2 separate regions of the Bombyx mori genome follow, and region 2 is linked to region 1. The links are chromatin contacts, called in public Hi-C maps. All regions are on one chromosome and are shown on one strand. The core of a region is the stretch at or near the end of the contact, and the rest is flanking DNA. Distances in the headings are between cores, read along the strand shown.

The links. A called contact is a pair of places that touch in the nucleus more often than the background predicts.
Region 2: a Hi-C map of whole pupa shows a contact between it and region 1, with 4 times the contacts expected there. The contact joins the enhancer-like site here to the promoter of LOC101746004 in region 1. A contact is called at or near these places in 3 of 7 Hi-C or Micro-C datasets (midgut, posterior silk gland and whole pupa).

Annotation. Positions count from the first base shown.
Region 1 is chr11:19,291,371-19,298,175 of ASM3026992v2, forward strand. LOC101746004 reads right to left here and starts at 4,411. Exons shown (of 4, transcript XM_004927122.5): 1 at 3,959-4,411; 2 at 3,684-3,801; 3 at 2,638-2,981; 4 at 1,094-2,274. The coding sequence starts at 4,171. The coding sequence ends at 2,665. LOC105841763 (a long non-coding RNA gene) reads left to right here and starts at 4,474. Exons shown (of 3, transcript XR_009974370.1): 1 at 4,474-4,693; 2 at 4,851-4,976; 3 at 5,069-5,681. It overlaps LOC101745867 (tryptophan--tRNA ligase, mitochondrial), which reads left to right. Exons shown (of 6, transcript XM_004927121.5): 5 at 458-609; 6 at 2,012-2,447. The coding sequence ends at 2,350.
Region 2 is chr11:19,360,472-19,366,464 of ASM3026992v2, forward strand. LOC110385370 (fatty acid synthase) reads left to right here. Exons shown (of 26, transcript XM_062671277.1): 15 at 1-437; 16 at 736-923; 17 at 1,151-1,293; 18 at 1,854-1,974; 19 at 2,587-2,786; 20 at 3,175-3,372; 21 at 4,600-4,829; 22 at 5,338-5,643. Among protein-coding and RNA genes, the nearest start is that of LOC101743597, 11 kb to the right of the region's middle. Within about 2 kb of position 3,295, at least 1 of the 8 cell types and tissues checked has open chromatin away from gene starts, as enhancers often do.

The sequences.
Region 1 (6,805 bases), core at 3,161-5,660:
AGAACGTTAAGAAACTCGCACTAAGCACACTGAGCGTGTGATATTGCTCGGTAGACCGACGGTCCGAATATTGTTGTTCGGAACTTGTTTAAGTGCAATCTTATCTTGAAAATGTCGTAAGATCCAGGTATCTGTCAAATATCTTGTGTTGTGTGACGGCTACCCGCCACAATGGTCTCCTGTCTCCTACCTACTGAACGTATTATACTATACCAAGCAAGCAAGCATGGGGCATGCCCATTGTGACGAGCTAATTTGTTAAAACTACTCAAGCGCTAACTGTCGCAAGTTACAGTAAAAAGTACTGTAAATTTAAATATCTCTGATATGCCCATGACAAGAAACTTACAACTTACACCGCGCGTCTGATCCTTTTAGGTCACTACGACATGCTAGCTACTACAGTAGTATTAATAGAAAATGCAATCGTTATGAAATTGTATCAAACACTTCACAGACGACGGTAGCGATAGAATACTGAGCCTAAGGGATCCAACAAAGAAAATGTCCAAATCGGATTCTGATCCGAAATCCAGGATCTTGCTGAGCGACACGGATGACGTTATTCACAAGAAAATTCGGAAAGCAGTCACAGATTTTACTCCACAGGTTCATAGTATTTTATTTATGGTTCCTGTCACCAGGCTCCAAATTATGTATTTTTTTCTTCTATTTAATTATTTAGTTTTATACGAAAGTTGCAATTACTAGTCAGTTTTTTTTAGAGCGTGCAATGAATGTGTGCGAAATTTAAAGATCCACCAATGCTCTCGCTTATCTTCAATAGCTTATTTTTCATACGGGACCTTTGCCCACGACTATTTATTAATAGTAAGACGTGTGGTGAGTCGCACAGATGTGTCATTGGGATTGGTCTCATTAACCATACAATTTCTCCTGAAACCTCATATTTTAGTGATGCTGACATTCATGTTACAATATCTTTAGGCTCCGGTAACCACTTAATAACAATTGGGGCCAGAGTTCGTTCCACCATCTAAACAAAAAAAATCATTCAATAATTTTTTTCTGAGATTTATTATGGCAGTACATAAAAGGTTTTAATAACGTAATACCTCATTAAAATTCAAAATATTTAAAAATTATTTATTTTATACTTTTACTATATTATCATGTTACTTAAGGATATTTAAGTATAAGGATTTAGATTCAATAATTTTAATAAAATAATATTGAAATATACATTTTCCCATTACATTTATCCACGATTGATTCTCAATATTAAAATTATGTGTACACAATGATGCGCTAGTGAATAAACTAAACAAACTATCATTAATTTGGGAAAACGAATAATTCAAAAGTCAGTGACACTTATAATTAAATACAAATACATAGACAGCTCTATGTAAACTAATAGCAGTAACATATTGTAGTCCTTTGACAATTTACCATATTGCTTTAGAATCAACTAGTGTATTACTATTATACTCTAGTCCTCTGGATAGTAATATTGATAATTATTTAAGAACTTATTTATTTTAATCATAATTAGTCGAGCAAATTTCTGATTCATAAAAGAGATTTAAAATAATTTAAACCATAAAACATTTTAGGTAGCTTTCTTTTAATTGTTCATGGTGACTTTTTAAATGAGTCATTATATGGAACTACATTACAGTAATGACGTATTTGAATTATAATATTTTTTCCTAAACAATGTATAAGAAGCCTTATTAGGAAGGAAGTACCATGAAATTACACTCCCCATATAAACTTTGAAACCCTAATTCACCCTTTAAGGGAGAGAGAGAGGAGCAGATAATATAATAATATACAACTTTGAAAAACGCTGATATAAGTGCACATTTATTTCAGAAATGTACACAACTTCATAATCCTTACATCCTACTTATATATACATCAGCTTACTAGTAACTTATTTCTATTGTTTTAATATATTTATCACCCACCTAAATAACTAATCACCAATCAAATTAACCAATCACATCTGTATTACTTCAAAGCAAATAATTGTCTGTTAATCCAGGTTACATATGATCCAAAAGAACGGCCCGGAGTATCAAATCTTATAAAACTACACTGCCTTGCTGAAGATAAACTCCCTGAAGAAGTAGTTGAAGAATCAGATGGTATGACAACGGCGCAGTATAAAGGTGTTGTTGCAAATGCTCTCTGTGAAGCCCTGCGGCCTGTACGGGAACGGGCAGTCAGTTTGCAAGCCCAGCCAGCCTTCCTGCAAGCTGTGCTGCAGCACGGCGCCGTCCGGGCTCGCCAGCGTGCAGATGAAGTCTATCAGGATGTCACAAACAAACTTGGGTTAGCAGTGCCACGATTACACAGTCTAACCAGAGCCGCCACTCAATGACTTGACGACACTAGTAAATATAATGAGGTCTGTTGTTTTTGATGCACATAGTTAGATTGATACAATGTGAGAAATAAATCATGAGGTTTAACAATGATGTTGTGATTTCTTCTATAACCCCTCTCAATTTGTCTTTGGTGAATATGGGCTGAACACCAATTAGGTAGATTAACATGGAGTATCTATATATCTGGCATTAAGAAATTTATATAAAGCTTATTACTTTTTTTATTTACTGAATAGATTAATTAATTAAATATTAAAACTTTATATATCTGAACAAATACCATTTATAGTTGAAATTCCTTGATGAATCACAATCTGTGGTGATGCTGGTACACTTGCACTGTTGGTTCCTGATGTGTCTGAGGAGGTGGTTGAGATTGTTGATGGTTTCTCTCTCGTAACAATGTCACTATATCTCTAAGAAGATCGACAGCTTGGGCAACAGATTCTGCCTGTTTCTCAGCAGCTAAGGCACTACGCATTGCAGCTTCAGCAAGTAACTCCTCAGTGCTTGGTCGAGGAGCATCAGAAGTTGACGGAACTGAAGTATCAGAACGCATGTCGTCGTCTAGTGGAGTCAGTTTACGATCTTCATCAGAGTGGCTCCCCCCTCTTGGTGTGTGTGCTGTGAAAAAAAAACAAAATTGATAGCATAAATCAACTCGCCCAAACCATCTAAGAGAAACTGAAAATGCAAATACATTTCATTTATTGATTATTGATTGATTGTTGAAGGTGTTGGAATTTTCCCAAGATGTTTTTGTAATAACCCAGCCAACATTGTTAACGATCGATAACAAAGTTATATTGTCATAGTAAGACATTGCATTGTAGCATTTTCAAAATGACACACATTTTAACCCTTTGCTGTCTGAGGACAACACAGTGATGTTGTGTGCAAAATAGCAGCTAACAGCCAGCCACATCTCAGTCTTATCTTGTACAAAATAGGGGTCAAAGGCCAACCACACTACAGTTGTGTTATGAGCATAGTATCGCTCAGTGGCAGGTGACAGCAGTTTAGCATCTTGTATTCTATTGGTATCTTGGAACAATAATCAACAAAAAAATTGCCAAAGAACATGTAAATAATCAAACATTTAAGAGAAACAATTTTTTTAATTTATTTACGTATTTTTCAAATTTCATGAAAGTAGGGAAACAGAGTTGAGAACTTAAGACAACTAACGATAAGATTAGTAGAACTTAACAATTTATAATTTCCCGATAATGTCAAGAACGACAAGCCAATTAGCACTCTGACACTAAGCAAATAATATTATGATACGTGCAGATAGCAGTGTTAATTTAGCTTCACTATACTTACACACACAATTGCTATTGTTGAAGATATTTTGGAGACGCTCTTCGGCAGAGGAAAGGTCACCGAGGGCACCACCTGCAGCTGATTTTCTTCGTGCCTTGTATTTTATATCGACCCAGTACTGAAATTTTTTTTACAATTTAGTTAACAATATATAGCTAATACGGTTAATATGCGATTAAAATATAAAACTATGCAGTATTAAACAAATAAAGGAACTTGCACGGGATTGCTCTGCTATATGCGCTCGTGCTTAAGATAGTAAAAATAAAACTCACGCGAGACCACTTATCAGGCGACTTTCTTGCGCCTCCAGTATCAGCAGCAGCAGCATTTAGTCGCTCCGCCAGCAACCTCCAAAGCTTACTCGAACTATAGCGTGAATAAATTGCCTGTTTGCCCGCTGCAAAATCAGGGTGCTCTTCCATAAAAGTCAACAATAAGTCCAGTTGCTCTGAGCTTACCCTGGATCTAATTAAACTAGTACTCATTTCTGCTTCGACGACATGTTATATATAAAATTAGTATACTTTAAAAGCTATACTAATAAAATGACAAATTTATTAATATTTATCTTTACCAATAATCTTGTCAATATTTTTAAAAAGTTGAAACCTCCGATTGAAACTTGAAAGTACCTACATTATTGTTAATTTTGATTAATCTATTACATAGGACATAGGCAAAGAAACAAGGCCCGTTCTGCCAAAAATTTTGTAGTAAACACTAGAGTCTGGCAAGCGAAAGTAGACACTCGAATTAGGTCTATGGTCAAAACAAGATTGCGAGTAGTTAGTGATTTGTTGTGACTTTTTTGAGCATTTTTCTAACTCAAAAATGAATAAAACTATTAAAAGTGGAGTGAGGGAGATGTCGTTTCGCATGATTTCTAAATTTGAATAAAAACAACAGGAGAAAAACGCTGTATTCAAACAGAAACAATATTGTTTACGTGTGGTGTTGAATTTCATAAGTTAGTATGACACTTAGAAGTTGATACATTGTTTGAAATCGTAATTATTATTTATATTTTTACAAAACTATTTCTCTATTTCGATCCATATTCAGTTTATATTACGTTAAATAGCTTCATAATAATACATTATTGTTATCTAACATACCTTAATAAATGTTACATTGTAATTTTAACACAACTTGTTTTCTTTACAGAAAATCTGGTGGATGTAGCAGGGGTTGATGAGATAGTGAAAACTATTGAAAAACTGACTGGTTTGGAGCAAAAAGACAGGATAAGAACCCAGAACTAATACTTGGATAAAATAGCTTCAATCACTGGTAAGTTTTTCCCAAGTACATAAGTTTATATAAAGATATAATCTAATAAATGCAGCACTTATGTAATCATTCTGTTTCATCATTCTTTACAGAAGTGAGTGTTACAACATTAAAAAAAATAAAAAAGGAAGGTACAGTAAATGCAGGCGTCTGGAATACCCCAGGGAAAAAACGGCCACATAAGCTCACGACTTAGATAATTTCGATATAGATGTTATTCGTAACAAAATTAACGAATTTTACATCGTTAGAAAACAAGTTCTTACGTTGAGAGTTCTGTTAATGGAATTAAGAGAAAGCATTGGATTTAATGGATGCAGAGAAACTCACTTATTTGTCCAATGGCTATGAATTTAAGAAAAATAAGAATAGGCGTTCATTGTTAATTGAACGTTATGACAGATCTGCCTGGAGACATCGGTTTTTAAGAACCATGTCTTTGAAACGTAGAGAAGGAAAGTCAATAATTTATTTATACGAGACCTATGTTCATAAAAACTACAAGCCCAAGAAGTCTTGGCAAGGTCCATCTACAAGTGGTGCAATTGAAAATGTTTCGACAGGGAAAAGGTATATAATTGTACATGCTGGATCAGAGAAAGGCCCTGTGCCAAACTCATTGTTAGTCTTTAGCACTAAATCCAAAATGGCGGACTACCACCGCGACATGAATACTGTAAACTTTAATAAATGGCTAAGAGAAAAGCTTTTTTTTATTTTATTTTATTGCTTATTTTTATTGCTTTTGATGGGTGGACGAGCTCACAGCCCACCTGGTGTTAAGTGGTTATGGAGCCTATATACATCTAGAACGTAAATGCGCCACCCACCTTGAGATATAAGTTCTAAGGTCTCAAGTATAGTTACAACGGCTGCCCCACCCTTCAAGCCGAAACGCATTACTGCTTCACGGCAGAAATAGGCAGGGCGGTGGTACCTACCCGCGTCGACTCACAAGAGGTCCTACCACCAGTAATTACACAAATTATAATTTTGCGGGTTTCATTTTTATTACACGATCATTGCCGAATGATGAAACTAAACTAGTCAAGAGGAGATTAGGCGCGTGCAGTCTGGAGGCCGCGCGAGGCTGCCAGTGGCCGCTGGCATCGCCGCCGGCCGCTGCCGGACGCTGCCGGCCGCTGCCATTCCGGTGTGACTCGGCCCTAATGAATCTTTTTACATGGAAGTTATAGATTCAGATTTTGATCATGAAAGTGAATATACCAAAATTATTATAGAATATTGTTTTTTTTTTTAAATCAGATTGCCATATAATACCTACTCTTATTTTTGATTCAGACGTAGTAAGCTGATTTTTCGAAATGTCACGTGTTTCTTTGATTTGGATCAATATAGGTAATGATTTTACATCTCTGAATAGAAATTAGATTTTACGCGATTACCGCTACTCATTTTAACATTATTATTTTTAACTTACCTAACCTAAGCCATTGGTGGGCAAAGGCCTCCCTCGAATCCTTCTAGGAACTTGAATTTATAGCAATCGTATTTATCAAAAACTTAGTGATTTGTTTCTTTTGATAAGAGGTTACCTAGGTAGGTTAGTGCTACTACTACCCCAGTATTGATTTATTTCATAGACTTATTCCCATTCTTGGACCTATTCACATGCAGTCGAGCAGAAGTGTACAAATAATACTATTTTTCAGCAAAAACTAATTATTGTATATTATAAAGTATCAAATTATGATGTTCGAGATATGTCATACTAATTTTGGGGTTGCTATACTGAAATTTTTTAAATTTGCCCCGCTTTTTCAGTCTCTACTTTGATTTGCCAGACTCTAGCTATTTTGGTATTTAAA
Region 2 (5,993 bases), core at 2,045-4,544, 68 kb after region 1:
AGGTGCCCGAGGAGTGGTCGCTGGAGGAAGCGGCCACCGTGCCCGTGGCGTACGCCACCGCGTACTACGCGCTGGCGGTCCGCGGGGGCATGAGGCGCGGAGACGCCGTGCTGGTGCACGCGGGCTCGGGCGGGGTGGGGCAGGCGGCCATCGCCATCGCCCTGCACGCCGGCTGCGACGTGTTCACCACGGTCGGCACGCCGGACAAGCGGGCCTTCCTGCGCCAACGATTCCCGAAGCTGCCCGAAGAGAACATCGGCAACTCTCGGGACACGTCCTTCGAGCAGCTGGTGATGCGGCGCACGCGCGGCCGCGGGGTGGACCTGGTGCTCAACTCGCTGGCGGCGGACAAGCTGCACGCGTCGGTGCGCTGCCTCGCTGAAGGCGGACGGTTCTTGGAGATCGGTAAACTGGATCTCTCCGACGACACGCCCCTGGTAAGTGACTCAGTTTTTCGTCAAACATCTATTATTTAATATCTAACAAAGCGCATTACAAAGTTGCTGTTTTTGGGCTGCCGTACTCCTCTCACTGTCTACTGTTGGGTTGTTACTAACGCTCATAAACGTCACAATGTGTGTAGTATTTGTCCGGCCACAAGAAATTATGCAATTATAGAGTGCAGGATTCATTTTTGTTGAACGACATTAGTCCCTCGATGTGCAAGTGGTCTGTGGACAAGTATGTTCACGAAACATAAAGAGTCGTAAAGCACAGCGCGAGTGTCTCCGCCAGGGCATGTCGATCTTCCTGAAGAACACAACATTCCACGGCATCCTGCTGGACGCGCTGTTCGATGCGGACAGCGAGCACCCGGACAAGCTGGCGGTGGTGCGCTGCGTGAGCGCGGGGCTGGCGGCCGGTGCTGTGCGCCCGCTGCCCGCCACCGTGTTCTCCGACACGCAGCTCGAGCCCGCATTCAGGTACGAGCGCAGCCCCACCGGCCTGTTTCACCGAAATACCTGCTATGAATTTTTAAACTGAACACTATCGGGTCCTACACAACAGTGTATTTATCTCTTTATCTCTTTTTTTATCGTCTTTTTTTCTCTCTCTCTCTCTCTCTCTTTCTGTCTCTATATATCTCTCTCTTTCTATCTCTCTCTCCCTCTCTCTCTCATCGCCCTGACGGTTCGTATATTGTCTCCAGATACATGGCTGCAGGGAAGCACATCGGCAAGGTAGTGATCCGAGTCCGCGAGGAGGAGGCGGACGGAGCGCGGCCTGCCGCCCGGCTGATGGTGGCTGCGCCCCGCACCTACTTCCACCCGGCCAGGACGTACGTACTCGTCGGTACGTATTCCACAACAGCAACCTGATCGAATACATTTTCAGTTATGAGGAAATTGCAACTCTATATTTTCATCAAAACTTAGACATACAAGCGTCGTATCTACGCCATTAAGCTTCGCTTACGGTACCAATAAGCTGAATGTGATGATATAAACTTAAGGCGTCATTACGTGCCTGCGTGACGTCATTCGCATCGAGTAACATGTTCGTCTGCAGGGCTTGTCATTGCAATTCTAACCTCAAAAGAAGTAAACGCTTAGTAAATTATAGTAAAAATTTTATTACTATATTTTTATTGTGGTTGATAGTTGAAACTTTGTAATGGAAAATAATCACATTCACTTTTAAAATAATATTCAATTTTAATTAAAAAAACGAAGAAGCAGTCTCTGAGTAATTCAGGTCCAACACGTGTGATATGTGATACGACAAATATATTTGTTAAATTTGGTACTACTTCAATAGTTTTCTTTTAAGTCCCATGTTCCAATGCCAGTGAAGGTCAGATGAGATGGTGACGTGTCTAGTAAGTTCTCTTCCAAGGTCACGTTGTTCCTCAGGTGGACTGGGTGGGTTCGGACTGGAGTTGGCTCAGTGGCTGATCGTGCGCGGAGCCACTCGCCTCGTGCTCAACTCCCGCAGCGGAGTGCGCACGGGATACCAGGCCTGGTGCATACGCAGGTGAGGCAACGTATATTTCATATCTTGTTTTTCTCGAATTTCTTATGCTTGAATTTTTCATCTGGTATCATTTAGAGGTTACCGGAGTCCATTGGCTACATCATAAGCTCTAGCCGTTGTTGCGCCCTTCAAATCGAAATGTATAACTCCTGCCGCGTCAGAAATAGGATGATCTGATATATGACCTAAGAGTAAACCGTAAAACGAGTAAGAACATATCGTCTTCTCGCATTAAAGCTGTAATAATCTCAAAACTTACTAATTTTACGGGAGAACGTTTGTAAGGTTTAACATGTAATATTTTCAATATTAATCATCTTTGTAATATTATTTTTTTATTTTTTATCAGTTACATTATCTGTCTTTTAAAGTAACATAAAATTATGTATTAATTTTGTTAATAGTAGTCAAAACACAGGTAAACTAAAAAAAAAACTAAAACTAAATTACGCTCTTTTGACAATATTTATAAGAAAAATACTGGTGATACCAAATGTTTAACGTATATTAACTCAATTTCGAATATTTTTGGAAATTGTACACTTTTAATGCGAAAAGGCGATATGCCAGTGGTCTTGTGGCTCATTGCTTACAAGCCGTGTGTGTGTGCAGGTGGCGCTCGCGCGGCGTGCAGGTGTTGGTGTCGCGCACGGACAGCAGCACGGCGGAGGGCGCTCGCGCGCTGCTGCAGGCCGCCGCCGCGCTGGGGCCCGTGGGCGGACTGTTCAACCTGGCCGCCGTGCTCCGGGACGCCTTCCTCGACAAGCAGACGCCGGCCGACTTCCAGACCGTCGCCAAGCCCAAGATCGACGGTCAGTTACACGATAGACCCTTGTTTAGATGGGTGGACGAGCTCACAGCCCACTAGGTGTTTAGTGGTTACTGGAGCCCATAGACATCAACGACGTAAATGCGTCACTCATCTTGAGATATAAGTTCTAAGGTCTCAAGTATACTTACAACGGCTTCCCTTCAAACGGAAACGCATTACTGCTTCAGGCAGGATGGTGGTACCTACTCGCGCTGACTCACAAAAGGTCCCACCACCAGTGTATTTAAACGTTACGCTGCCAAAAAACAATTTGTAGCCCCGTCATGTCTTCTTGATGATTGATAATGAAGCTTTGTTTGGTCGAGGGTTGTCAGGATTGTATCGATCCAAGTCCCCAGCGTCACTAACCTTCCCCGGTGACCCCGCAGCTACCAAGGCCCTGGACGCGGCGAGCCGGGAGCTGGCCCCCGAGCTGGAGTACTTCGTGGTGTTCTCGTCGGTGTCGTGCGGGCGCGGCAACCCCGGACAGAGCAACTACGGCCTCGCCAACTCCGCCATGGAGCGGATCGTGGAGAGGAGACAGGCCGACGGGCTACCCGGCCTGGCCGTGCAGTGGGGCGCCATCGGTGAGTCCGGTCGATTGTCGTGTCGACATTGTACCTACATATCTATATATATATACCGACCGATTTGGCTAATTTTGGTCTTGAATTATTCGTGGAAGTCCAGAGAATGTTTAAAAGGTAGATAAATATGGAAATTCTCGGAATTAAATAAAAATAACAATTTTATTTTTCCTTTGATGTATACGCCGTCACACGGATTCCTTTATTTGTTTAATTGGAACGAAGTTCCTTACGGCAGGCTTGGAGGGGATAGGGATTATGTGCGCGACCGAACTGAAAAAAATGTGATAGTAAAACCGTAAGAAAAAATCCGTGGAAAAAAGTGCGTGGAATAAAACCGTTAAATGAGACGTGCGCAGGCGCGACAGTCGCATACACAAGCGAGTAGTGTATAATACCTTTCTCTTTCTCCCTCTTTCTTTTACTTTTACATACTTGCCTGCACTTAAATAAAAACTAATCAGCAAAATTTAAGAGAAAAATCAAGAAAACCTACATAAAATTGAGCACGATTTTTTTTTTCCAAATTGTGTCGATTCTACTAAGCCGAAGGAACTTCGTTCCTACCTGGTGTCCCACGACACCACATCTTTCTTTTTTTAAGTTTATTTTCTATAAAAGCTTAGGTCTTTTATCGATTGAGGCACTACGAAGTCTGCCGGGTCAGCTAGTACACAATAAAATAACCAGTCTAGTTGTGACGGACGTTAATGTTAATGTAATTCTCTACGATGTATGAGTTCAGCCTGTCTTAATTCAAGTCTGGTGGTAGGATGTATTGTGAGTCCGTACGGGTAGGTACCACCACCCTGCCTACTTCTGCCATGAAGCAGTAATGCGTTTCGGTTTGAAGGGCGGGACAGCCGTTGTAACTATACTGAGACCTTAGAACACATATCTCAAGGTGGGTGTCGGCATTTATTTTGTAGATGTCTATGGGCTCCGGTAACCACTTGACATCAGGTGGGTCGTGAGCTCGTCCACCCAACTAAGCAATAAAAAAAAAAAAGTCATTTTATTTTCGTTGATTAAAAAAATAACACACATTCCCTTAACACAAGACCGTTACGCTTTAGTGTACGTAATTACGTGCTTTTACAATAAAAAATAAAAAAAAATTCGTACAAGTTAATAACATTAATTTTTTAATTGTGTATCGAATCACACGATTCCCAACATATCGATATAGTTTGTAACTCTCTAAATATTGAATAAATGACGTATCAGGTGAGGTCGGTCTGATCGTGGAGACGATGGGCGGCGACGACACGGAAGTGGGGGGCACGGTCCCGCAGCGCATCGCGTCCTGCATGGAGGCGCTGGGCGCGCTGCTGGCCCAGCCCCACGCCGTGGCCGCCAGCATGGTGCTCGCAGACAAGCGGCGCGCCCAGCAGGCGCCCAAGCAGGACCTGGTCCACGCTGTGGCCAACATACTGGGCATCAAGGATCCTAGCAAGGTGTGCTGCTTGTTTGCATATTATGCCACCAAACTTAATGGTCTTTTCGGTGTGTATTGTAGGGTCTGAAAGATCAAACCGTCATTGAAACTAGCACGTCATCTTTTGGAGTGAAATAAATAAGGTGGGCAGTTTTGCCTTTGTATTTATGGGCGCTATTAACTGCTTGGTCACACTCTGGCCTACTCGTCGGCCTGAAAACACTAAAGGATGGTGCGAAGTTGGTTCATATTGATTTTAAAATCTAAGATATGGGTGTGCTATAAGGTGAATAAATGATCTCACGGTCCATTTGGTCTTAATGAATTTTGGAGATCATTCATTCCAAAGCATAAGACTTAATTTTTACTGTCTTACCCAACCCCAAAAAAAAACACAAGGCCGATAAGGGGACCGTTTCGAGATAAGTTTTGGAAATGTTGTCAGCACCTATATACGTCTATATATGTATGTAAAACGAATATGTAATAAATTAGTGATTTTACCATCCCTCATTACCCATATGCAGGTGTCCGAATCCGCTAATCTAGCTGAACTCGGAATGGATTCTCTGATGGGCGCAGAGATCAAACAGACATTAGAGCGAGGGTACGACGTGGTCCTGGGAGTCCAGGAAATCCGAGCCCTGACTTTCGGTCGGCTGAAGGTGATGGCGGGGGTGGGGAGCGAGGGGGAGGGGGCCGGCGCCGACACCCCCCGCGGCCCCGCCGACCTGGTGCAGTTCGCGGCGCTCGGAGAACTCATGCCCAAGCAGACCCTCGTGAAACTGCCCAGCGCACAGCCGCCTTCTGCTGAGGCACCCCCTGTCTTCATGGTAAGGGCTTTAAATACAACTTCGATAGCTTTTTTTTAATTGCTTACATGGGTGGACGAGCTCATAGCCCACCTGGTGTCATGTGGTTACCGGAGTCCTATCTATAACGTAAATGCCGCCACCCACTTTGAGATATGAGATATCAGTTCTTAGGTCTCACTATATTTATAACAGCTGCCCCACCCTTCAAACGGAAACACATTACTGCTTCGCGGCAGAAATAGGCGGGGTGGTGGTATCTACCCGCGAGGCCTCGCAAGACGTTCTAACACCAATAGCTGTCATTTATTACTAGATACTAGTGGTTCCGGAGTAGTCGATAGTCTAGGGGATCCGCTGGATGCAGGCAG